2 separate regions of the Capra hircus genome follow, and region 1 is linked to region 2. A link is a contact called in public Hi-C data. All regions are on one chromosome and are shown on one strand. Each heading gives the region's core, a stretch centred on a gene start, on an enhancer-like site or on the middle of the called end of the contact. The rest is flanking DNA. Distances are from core to core; before and after follow the strand shown. Region 1 holds the start of LOC102174020 (myeloid-associated differentiation marker-like). Region 2 has its middle 140 kb from the start of ISG20.

The links. A called contact is a pair of places that touch in the nucleus more often than the background predicts.
Region 1: a Hi-C map of liver shows a contact between it and region 2, with 11 times the contacts expected there. The contact joins the promoter of LOC102174020 here to the enhancer-like site in region 2. A contact is called at or near these places in 2 of 5 Hi-C or Micro-C datasets (blood and liver).

The regions. Positions count from the first base shown.
Region 1 is chr21:19,118,635-19,123,917 of ARS1.2, reverse strand. LOC102174020 (myeloid-associated differentiation marker-like) reads left to right here and starts at 3,700. Exons shown (of 2, transcript XM_018066599.1): 1 at 3,700-3,843; 2 at 4,968-5,283. The coding sequence starts at 5,115.
Region 2 is chr21:19,030,308-19,035,521 of ARS1.2, reverse strand. No RefSeq gene overlaps it. Among named protein-coding and RNA genes, the nearest start is that of ISG20, 140 kb to the right of the region's middle. Within about 2 kb of position 1,306, at least 1 of the 5 cell types and tissues checked has an H3K27ac peak or open chromatin away from gene starts, as enhancers often do.

The DNA of each region.
Region 1 (5,283 bases), core at 2,451-4,950, 86 kb before region 2:
CATGGCTCAGTCTGGGTTTTATGGTGGTAGGATTAGTTTCTGGGTTGTCCATAGCCAATCAATCTGACTCAGAGTCCTTCCTGGTGGTGCACGCCTTGTTCATCCAAGATGGATGCCAGAGAGGATTGCCAAAGGTAGTCGGACACATGGTATCTCCTTTTGACCTTTCCCTAACTCTTCCGGTTGGGGTGGCTTATTAGTTCTGTGTTTCTTACCGGGACCTCCTGTCATAAGACAACTCATATAAGTGGTTACTAGGGTTCCTGGCCGGGGTGGGTGGTTGTGTCAGTGTGCTTCCCCTAACAGTATGACCCTGGAATCAAGAAAAAAATGGTTTTCTACTTTAAATACAATCTTGCCCGTGTATGTTTTCAGTTGTAAAGACATTGGTTCCTGCATGGATCTCTAAATGATTCCAGTACTTTGCAGTTGGAGCTCTTTTGTCAAGATCTGGTAAGTGGGAGGGAACTCCATGCGCAGGTCTTCCTCTTACTCCATAATAAGGATTCTTCCAACAAGGGCACTAAAGTAAAGACAAAAAGGAAACGAAACTGTGAAAAGCCTGCCGCGTTCACAGAGGAGTCTGCAGGCAAGGGAGGGAGTAGAGGGGGTCAGCTTTCTAGGGAACTGAATCCGCCCCAGCTCTGGGGCTCCAGTCCTGATGCCCGAGGCAGGCGCTGCCCCAGCATCTGCGCCCCTCCCCCCACTCCATTCCCCGGGAGGAGGAGGGGTTCTAGCTTGTTGGTGGGACACAGCCTTAGTGTCACCAGAGTGTGAGGAAGAAAGGAGGTCTGAAGTAGTCTCTCCTTTTAAGATGCAACAGATCACTCGATTTGGCCAGAGTGTGTTCCCTGGGAGCTGGGTGGGCTGGGGGCACCCAACGGGTGCATTTCCACTGAGAAGATTCCCTGCAAGAGGTTTCAGTGCAGGAGAAGAGTCAGTGGCTGACTCTTCATACAATCTTTTTCTCACCTCAGACCTACTAAACTGGAAAAAACCAAATCCTCCAAGTTGATCCACAAAAAAAGGTGGAAATGTTCATTAGTATTTTTTTCAAACCACCGTCCAACATGGGCTGCTGCACAGACATGAGTGATGATTGTGTTCACAGTGGAGGAGCGGCACCTCGTCCCAGACAAAGCCCAACACTCCTCTCTCGGTATTTGGCTTCTTGAGGGATGACCAGACAAGCCAGAGTTCAGTAACATGGGACAAGCTAAAGGGCCTCCAGAAGCTAAAGAGGCAAAGTGGGACCCTCCCCTGGGGCATCAGAGAAAGTACTTCCCTGCTGACATCTTGTTTCAAAACGGTGATCTACAGAACTGTGTGAGAACACATTTCTGCTGTTTTAAGCCACCAGGCTTGTGAGAATTTGTTGCAGATCTAGGAAACCAGATTTAATTTCCAGATATGAAAAATATATTCTTTGTCATATTTTTTTAAAAAATTCTCAGAAAAACTTGCTGACCTCCTGCCCTAGAGCATGGCGGTCACATGGACCCCAGGATCCATTGTCGCGTCCTCTGTCCCCCAGTGTCTGAGACTCACAGGGGATGGTCCACTGATGCCTAAGGAGCCAGGAGGGAAGGAAATAAGGGGATGGAGAGCACTAGGATCCCTGGAGAGGACCAGCTGCACCTGTCTGGGGTGATGGAAAAGCAAGATGCTCTGGGAAGACGTGGTCTCATGTTTACAAAACAGGAAAAGGGGTACAGATACTCCCTACAAACATGTATGCTTGTATGTACAAACATGTATGCATGTGTGTACACACATGTCTACACGTGATTCTACAGCATTTGAAATGCATCGAAGGCTGAGGTTGAGGACATGGATGCTCCCTGCATGGAGGGGTGGACTCTCCTGTGAGTAGGCAGGACGTCTGGCCATGCTGCAGACGGGAAACCAGTCACAGGAGAGATGATCATAGTCCTGCTTTATGTCAATTATCCATGAGAATGAGAGAAATATAGAGAATACTAAACAGAGATGAGGATGGAAAACAAGAGGCTAGCAGCTGCTTATCTCCAGCAACCCCACTGCCAAGGGAACCAAACCAGGTGACAATGTATCTCCTGAGGCTTGAAAAGGAGCTGTAATCCGAATTTTCATGTGAAATTAAACCCATGTGCAGCCACTAAACACTCAGGGAAGAAACAGTAATGCTAGTGATTCTACATCATTTTTTCATGATGACACTGTGATGGAAAACTGAGCACATCGAGAGTCCCCCTGCAGGGCACACTGGCCTGCAGCCCCTGATCTGCAGCAGATCAAGCTGCACGTGCTGATGTCCAGGTGGGGCGGGGCCTTCTGGGTCCTCTGTGAGGGGGGCGGGGAGGTAGCTGGCACGGATTGAGGGTTCCATGTGACAGGCCCTCTGATGAACCCATCATGTGCTTTTATTCATTTAATTGACCCAGAGTAGGTATAGAGACATTGAACAGAAGGGGAAGCTGAGGTTCTACTGAGTAGCTTGCCATGATCATCCAGCTATGAAGGCTCTACTCCTTGTCACTCTGAGTGTCCATCTCATCTCACCCTTCTTGCCCTTCTGGCACCTCCTCCTTCCTTCCTCTGTCCCGGCCACAACCTTCCCGGCTCACCGTCTTCCAGTCCACATGCCTGGCTGCTGGGCAGGCAGGGCTCAGCCACATCCAGGCTGTGCTGTGATGGGGGCACCATGTCCAGACTCACAGAGAGGAGGAGGGGCTTCTGGGAGACTCAGACAAACTTCCACTTCCTGCTTTCCAGGTGGGGGAACTGAGGCCCAGAGAGGGCACAGGCCTGACCCAGGGTCACGTTGTTGGAACCCCCAGGCCTCCTCTTCTCCATATGCTCTCTCTGATGCATTCAATGGATTCAAAGCATTCAAGTTGTCTCTTAGTCTTCAGTGGAATTTCAGGGTGAGTTCAAGTCATTAAACTGGGATCAACCAGGGTACAGGGAGCATGACACTCCCTTCCTCCCTCATAGCAGTGCCCCTCCCCACCCTGGCAGTGCCCACTGGGAGGCCCGCAGGCTCTAGGGCTCCACTGCCAGTTGGGGCTCAAGGAGATTTGTGAGCCCAGGGAGGTTCTCAGGTTGGCTCTGTGTTTCTCTTTCAGCCTCAGCCTGTCCCAGGATTTATTACAGCAAAGGTGACAAGGGCCCTGATGGCAGGAGGCCGGCTGGGGCTCAGGGTGCTGGCCCTTCCGCCCTGGGGCCCTCTCAGCAAATAGTTCCTTGGAAACAGGGCAGCTGTCCTTGAGGAGGGGGCGGGCTGGGAGGGGCCTCACTCCCCCCACACTGGACCCTGGAGGAGCCCCTGTGTGAGCAGGACTGCAGCCATGGCTGGCGGGACTGCCCTGGGCAGGTGACCTGGGCAATTTTGTGGTCTTGAGGGTCCCTGCCACTCTGGCCACGTGTCCCTGTCACAGCCCTGAAGGCCCTTCAGGCCCCTGTTCTCCTGTCTCAGTTCCAGTCCAGGCCCCTCCTCCATGGGAAGGTTGGCTCCATGCCTGCATCCCTTCTGGGTCAGAAGACTATTGGGCTGCCTCAGGGCCACTGGGACCCTGGAATCCCCGCCTCCCCTGCCCCACTGTTATCTCCTCTCTGCCAGCCCCACCCAGTCCCGGGAGCATTCTCAGGACTGTCTCCTCCCAGGCGTCCTGCAGGGGCCTCCTCTTTCAGCTCCTGCCCTTAAACGGGAGCCAATCATCCATTCATCCTCACCCCCTCCCCGGGATACCCTGAAAGGCCCCCATCAGCATCAGACACAGCATCCTTGATCATTTCCAGTCCCTTGGTTCCCAGGTTGGAAGCCTCTAACCAGTCTCCCAGGCCAGGAAAATCCTCACTCAGGTAAGACTACTTTCTAGATTTTTCTGGCCTCTTACCTGGATGGCAGCTTTGAAGCTAAAAAAATCAAACATGATATCAGCTTATTCTGTGGTTCCTCATGATACCATCCCAGAGTCATGCTGGGTGAGGGTCTCCTTTCCCCAGTGGGGAAGAGTCACATGTTAAGGCAAAATGGGGGCGGGGGGGAATTCAGAACACTTCCTACTTCCCACGTCATCTGGTCCTCACGCTCTTGCTCTCACCCCATGGCTCCTCCCCGTTCACCCCTGGAGCCTCTCTCCTCCGGCAGGGGGGGGGCTGTGTCCCTCAGACGGCAGCTCCTGCTGGTGATGCTGCAGGGAGGCCAGGCCGGGACACGTGTGTCTTCAGATGCTGTGGAAGGAGGCCGAGGGCCGTGAGGGTGGATCCTGGGTCCCAGAGCCCCAAGCCTTGGTCCTGGCCCCCAACCCATGGACCCTGCTGACATGTGGGCTGTAGAGCAAAGTGCTCAAACCCACAGCTTTAGCTGTGTTTTCTGAGTTCCCTCTTCCTAGTCATGCATGGATCAAATGAAAGCATTTGATTCCTTGAGCCTTAGTTTTCTCATCCATTAAATGGGGTTAACAGTATAATCCACAGTCTCTTTTCTGAAACCCTTGGGTCAGATATGCTCCAGAATTCAGAATTTTTCAGTTTCAGACAAGTGACATGGTGCGTCTATTGTATATGACATAACATCCCACTGGGGTCTGGAAGCTCCTTGTAATCAAACACATTAGTGTTTCTACAGCTGCACTTTTGAGCACTCATAATACATAAAATAAATGAAGATCATAAATGATCCCAGATCTGTTCAGGTCAAATTTGCTACCAAATGAATTTTAAAAAATTCTTGTTCAGTTTTCAGAGGCTTGAAGGTTTGGGGTTGCAGATAAGGATCATCCTACCTTGTGTCTCTATAAATAATGGCACGCAACACAAAGAGATATAAAAAATGTTCATGGTTGAGGCCTGACCCAACCCAGCTGTGAGGTTTGGGATGAGACAAGTCTCCTGACAAGGCCAAGGGTGATGGGTGGGGAGAACCGTTCTGGGATGACTGTGCTGTTACCCGAGTGTCTGAGCCATTGGTTCCAACTCCACAGGTCCTGAGCCTCAGCCCTCACAGGGCCCTGAGCCTTTTCCAGGCATCTGACTTAATCTGCCTCCGAAACTGGATCTTTCTCTGGCGGGTCCTCAGTGAAGACCACTGCTGTACTGGTGACTGTGACCTTCCTGAGCATCAGAACACCATGTCCTCCCGGTGGATATACCCAGGCAGGGTCACCATCCTCCGTGTGTTCTGGCTCCTCCGCCTGCCGCAGCTCTTCTGCACCTGCGTGGCCTTCTCGCTTGTGGCCGACATGGGCATTTGGAGAGGGGCCGTAGGTAACTGGTCCATGTCCTTCTGGTGCGTCTGTT
Region 2 (5,214 bases), core at 57-2,556:
CTTTGTCTGGAAGAAGAGTGAGCTTCCTCAGGCAACAGAGTTCTCAGAAACCATCCATCTGGGCAGCTCATGGAGCGGGGCTCCCTCTGGGCCTCTTCCCCTCCCTGCATTGGCCCTGACAAGCCTTAGGACAAAGGACACCCTCTCAGCACTACAGCCAAGGGAAGGCAGTCCCCTGGTCCCAGCTGCAGCCTGCTTGCCCTTCAGGCTCCCAGCTGCCCACTGATGCCAGCAGCACGCCATCCCTCAGGCCACCTGGTGACCGCAGTGGTCCACGTCCCTGCTGAGCCGGGGCCAGCTGCCCATCAGCCCAGACCACCGCCCCTAGTAACACTCTCTTTGCTAGTCTGGGACCACTCCTTATGCTAATCCCTAAGAAGAAGGAGCTTGTGTTTCTTTCTGGTGCTTCAGGAGGAAGGAGGGATTCCAGCATATTCTGTTCCTGGACCCTGCAGAAGCTGGCATAGACCCAGATCCCTCCATCATCTCAATCTCTTCCCCCAACCACAGGACCCTGGCACCCCTGCTTTCTCCTCTTCCAGCTCCACAAACTTCTCTTAAGCTTTGTTCTTGGTGCCAAGAAGTTGCTCCTTATAGGCATATTCTGCATCATCAAGCAAATAGGGGGACAGAGTCCCTAGCCCATTTGTAAGAAGCTGTTATTTTTTTGTGGAAACAGGCCTAATATGTTCTGTGTATATTGTTATGACCTATTGTAAAATGGAATGCAAAACTCTACATTCAGCTTCAAGTAAACTATGAGGCTTCAAACATAAACACTACAATATAGACGCACCAGGAAGAGCATTTCCCTCTTTCACTATGAGTATATTCCCAGCACTGAACTGGGCTGACACAAGCGGGTATTTGTTGAATGAATATGACTTTATAATATAGCCTTATGAATATTACCTTACAGCCTCAGGATCCAGGTTGAATCTCCTGACCAGGTTACATTCTGTTCTTTCTGTCTTTAGTGCAAATGTTACAGGATCACCGGGTTTTGTGTTATTTAATCTCCTAACAACATCATGGTCGTGTATAATGGACATCTCTGTGAAGGAGAATCACTGAGAACGTGAACTCCCCCCTATATTGAGTCTTGCGGGGAGACTGGGCCTGAACTTCAATAAGAAACATAAAAGGGCAGGTAAATAATTAACCTGACACACCTGGGCTTGGACTCACACCTAAGGAGCAGGTGACAAAAAGATACAGGTCAGATCATCTCCTTCTGTGGGGCCTGCAGCAGCATCCTGCGTGTGCTTCCAAGGGCCACGGTGCCTGGACCAGCTGCCCTTGGCTGTGCCCTGGCTGCCTAGCTCCTGCCTTCCTGGTCTGAGCCTATTTCTGAGCCTGGTCCCACCCTAATAATTCTCTAAGCTAACCAGGAGCTCTCCAGTACAGTTGTTCTCTGCTTAAGTTGCCAGAGATGTTCTCTTCAGGTCTAATCAAGAGCAATCATGTCTAAAAGCAGGTGCTAATTATTTCTATTTTCTGGATGATGAAACTGAGGCTTAGAGTATCATTGACTGAGCACAGGACTGCTATGTGCTAGGTGGAGCTCTGGTCTCAGTTCAGGTTTGGGGGACATGTAGACATGTCAGTGGAAAGGCCTTGAGATGACCAAGATGAATTGGGGGAAGTTCTCAGGAGCTGGAGGGAGGGAGGCAAAGAGGCAGGAGAGGTAGAAAGAGGTGTGAGCTTGCAGGGCTTTGGAGGTGATATTTTGGGATGTGTGTTTCATCCTGAGGGAGCAGAGAGAAGCCTGAAGAGTGTTCTTAGTTAGGTTCACTCCAAAGCAGACATTGGGGTAAAGAATGGAAACAGAGTCATTAGCAGGAAGCTTGTGGCAGGAGAGCAAGTGAGGGGATGGATGGATCTGGACCAGGTGGTGACTCTAGAGACGAAGAAGAGAGCATGGATTCACAAGTATTTTGCGAAGAGCGTCTGTGAAGGTGCAGCCATTGACTGAATGAGAAAGATGAGAAAGGATCAGTGTGTTCTGAGGGTGGGAGGTTCAAGAGGTGGGACTGGACATGTTGAGTGTGAGGTACTGCTAGCGACGGAATGAAACACCAACACTGCAGAGTGGTTTGAATCTTTTCACTTTAACTCCTTGCTTGTTACAGCTGCTTTATTTTATATCTTTTGCACAACAATCTACAGGGCAAGTTGCCAAACACCATAATTCAGCGACTATACAGTGCGCAGGCGCAGGGCGAGATAACCTTTACCTTAACTTATTTACTGCAGCCAAGACTTTGTTTTGGGGGACTTCCTTATCAACTTAGAATCCGTTTTGTCCCTGGGTCTGTTCCTTTTGAGGAATCAGAGAAACATCCTTGTGTGCAAGAGATGTTCTTTTCCCACAGGAACAAACAGGATTCTTAGCTGAACATCTCCTTTGCAAGAATGTTCAGCCCTGGTTGAGAGTCTCGTTTGCAAGCACTTCTCAACCTTCCTTATACCTTGTTCCCTACAAGGTACCGTACATGATTCAGAGAGAGCACTCAGGAGGTAGCTGGATAAGACTCTAGCACTCAGCAGAGATCAGCTCTGGAGGCAGGAATTGGGGAGTTGTCATCATTCAGCCTGTTTACTTCATTCAGCATCTGCTTAAATGTCACATCCATGGAGCAGTCTTATCCACTCCCCACATTCCAATAACTGCCTCTTCACCTGTTTTCCCCTTGTCATTATATTTCTTACCAGATAACATGTTATTATGTATTGGTTTGCATATTATCCATCTAGATAAGTAGGATTTATGAGGGAAGAATCTATTGATTCCGTTCTCTGCTCTCTGTCCAGTGCCTAGAACACTTAAAGCCATCTGACTGGATAAGGACTAGAAAGTGCACGGAAAATAGGTGATCGAGGCTGGAGTCCTGAGGACCTGAGCCCCTCAGACAATGGGAGAGGAGGAGGAGGAGGGAGAAAAGGAGGGATGGGAGGCTGAGGAGCAGGGGGAACATCACTCCAGAGAATGGTTCCTGGTGAATTGCGAGGAGAGATCCATTTCTTAATAAACTTCCTCCCTCTAGAAGCACACAAGCCGGGCCTCAGGTGCAGGTGGAGGAATAGCACGTGTACCTGGAGGGGCTTCATGAAAACATGGAGGCAGGAGCCCAGGCCGCCTCCCTGAGCTCCAGCTGGTTCCCCCTTTCTTAGCCTCCCTTCCCAGAGCACTCGGTGGGTGGTGCCCAGAGGGAGGGGCAGGGTGCTGGGAGCACCTGGGACAGAGCCTGAGATGTCAAGGGAGCAGAAGGGAGAGGTGAGGTTACAGCTGTCCCCGGGGCATCAAGTGTCAGTATTCGTGTCCCTCCCCTCATCAAGACCAGCTGAATGTTTGCTCTCAAATATTTCATAAATCTGCCCCTGCCCTCCACCCCTGAAGTGTCTTTGCTCAAGGCCCATCATCACATACCTGGACTACGGAATCAACCTCCATACTGGCCACCCAGCTTCTTAGCCAGCCTCCATTCCATTTTCCTCCTACAGCCAACGTGTCAGTTCCAGAGTGGGCCTCTGACGGATCAGCCCCTTCTTAGAGAATGTCAGTGGGGCCTCATCACTTGCAGCTGAGATCCTACTTGTGTCTCTGGTGTCCAGGTCCATCTACACGGAGCCCTGTCTGCTGCTCCTGCAACACCTCCCTTCCTCCCCACCTCACCTGTTGTGCTCACGTGAGACCCAGGAGCTGCCCACTTCAGATTACTTCACAGAAGTGTCACTCTGGAAGCAGCTGGAGATGGAGTTGGTGGAATCAAGGAAGACCTCCTGGAGAAGGTGATTAAAAGTCAAGTCTTAAAGGACATAAAAAAGGTTAACAAAGCAAAGAAGTGAAGAGGAGTTTTGGGTTATATGATTTGCTCGAGGATCTCATGAAGTTTCATTGGCAGAGTGGATGTGACTGCTGCTTGTGTGTGGGAGGAGGGAGAAGAGAGTATTGAGCCTGGCCAACTGGAGGCTGGTCTATATGCCCACTTGGGTCAGGAATGAGATTTGGGGTGGCAGAAAGTAAGGAATTGGAGCTGAGACACTTCCTTAAAGCCAGGACCACATTGTTCACAACCTCAGAGCTAGAGTAGACAAGGAAAACCACGCCCTTCAGCAAGAGGAAAGATCAAGGCTAATACCCATCTTGACAGGAGTTTTGGATTTTTTTTTAAGTCTCCACAAAGGAAGCAAAATCTAAATCTTCATTTCCGGTGAAATGGGCCCAAATATACATGACCTCTGAGGTCAAACAATGCCAACCTGGAAATTAATACAATTAGCACCCAACAGGGGTTTGGCCTGGAGGGTCCTGAGCAGAAGCAAATGCAGTTATTCTGAGTGAAGCTTCCAACTAAGGTGTCAGGACCCTCCCAGAAAAGCGAGTCCTGTAAATGGGGGGGGGGGGGGGGTGTCACAGTTTAGTGACAAAGTACATGAAGGATCAACCTGCTATGAGTCCCAGGAACTCCAGTGAATACACATCAATATGAAATACTCAGCAAACCAATACCGTTTGATAAACAAATACACTAATGATAAACACGTTAGAAAAAGACACCATGAAAAAAAGACAGGGAGATAGGAAAGAGAACTGTAATGGGTTGAAGAGGGTCCTCCTGAAACTCATGTCTACTCAGAACCTCAGAACGTGGCCTTAGATAGAAGCATGTTGATGCAAACATACTTAATTAAAGATTTGGGGATGGAGATCATCCTGGATGGAGGGTGGGACCACAGTCCAGTGACTGGTGTCTTTACAGGAGAAAGGACGCAGAGATTTACACACACAGAGTTGAGAGAAGAGGAGCACATGAAGACAGAGATGGAATTAAGCGGGGGCTACAAGGCAAGGGGTCTCCAGAAGCTAAAGGAGGCAAGGACGGACCCTCTTGGAGCATCACAGGCAGCACAGCCCTATTGGCACCTTGATTTCAGACTTCTGACCTCCAGAACTGTGAGAGAATAAATCTCTCTTGTATTAAACCACCAAGCTCATGGTAACCTTATGCAACAGCCCTAGGAAATAAAAATAAACAAAAAATTGGAAAATATAGTCTCTCATATTTTTATAAATTACCAGAAAAGCTAGCTGACCTACTCTAGAGCATGCTGGTCACATGGATCCCAGGTCCCCTTGTTATTTCCTGTGTCCCCCAGTGTCTGAGTCTCACAGGGGAGGGTCCACTGATCTAGAGAAGGGGAGTCTGTCCA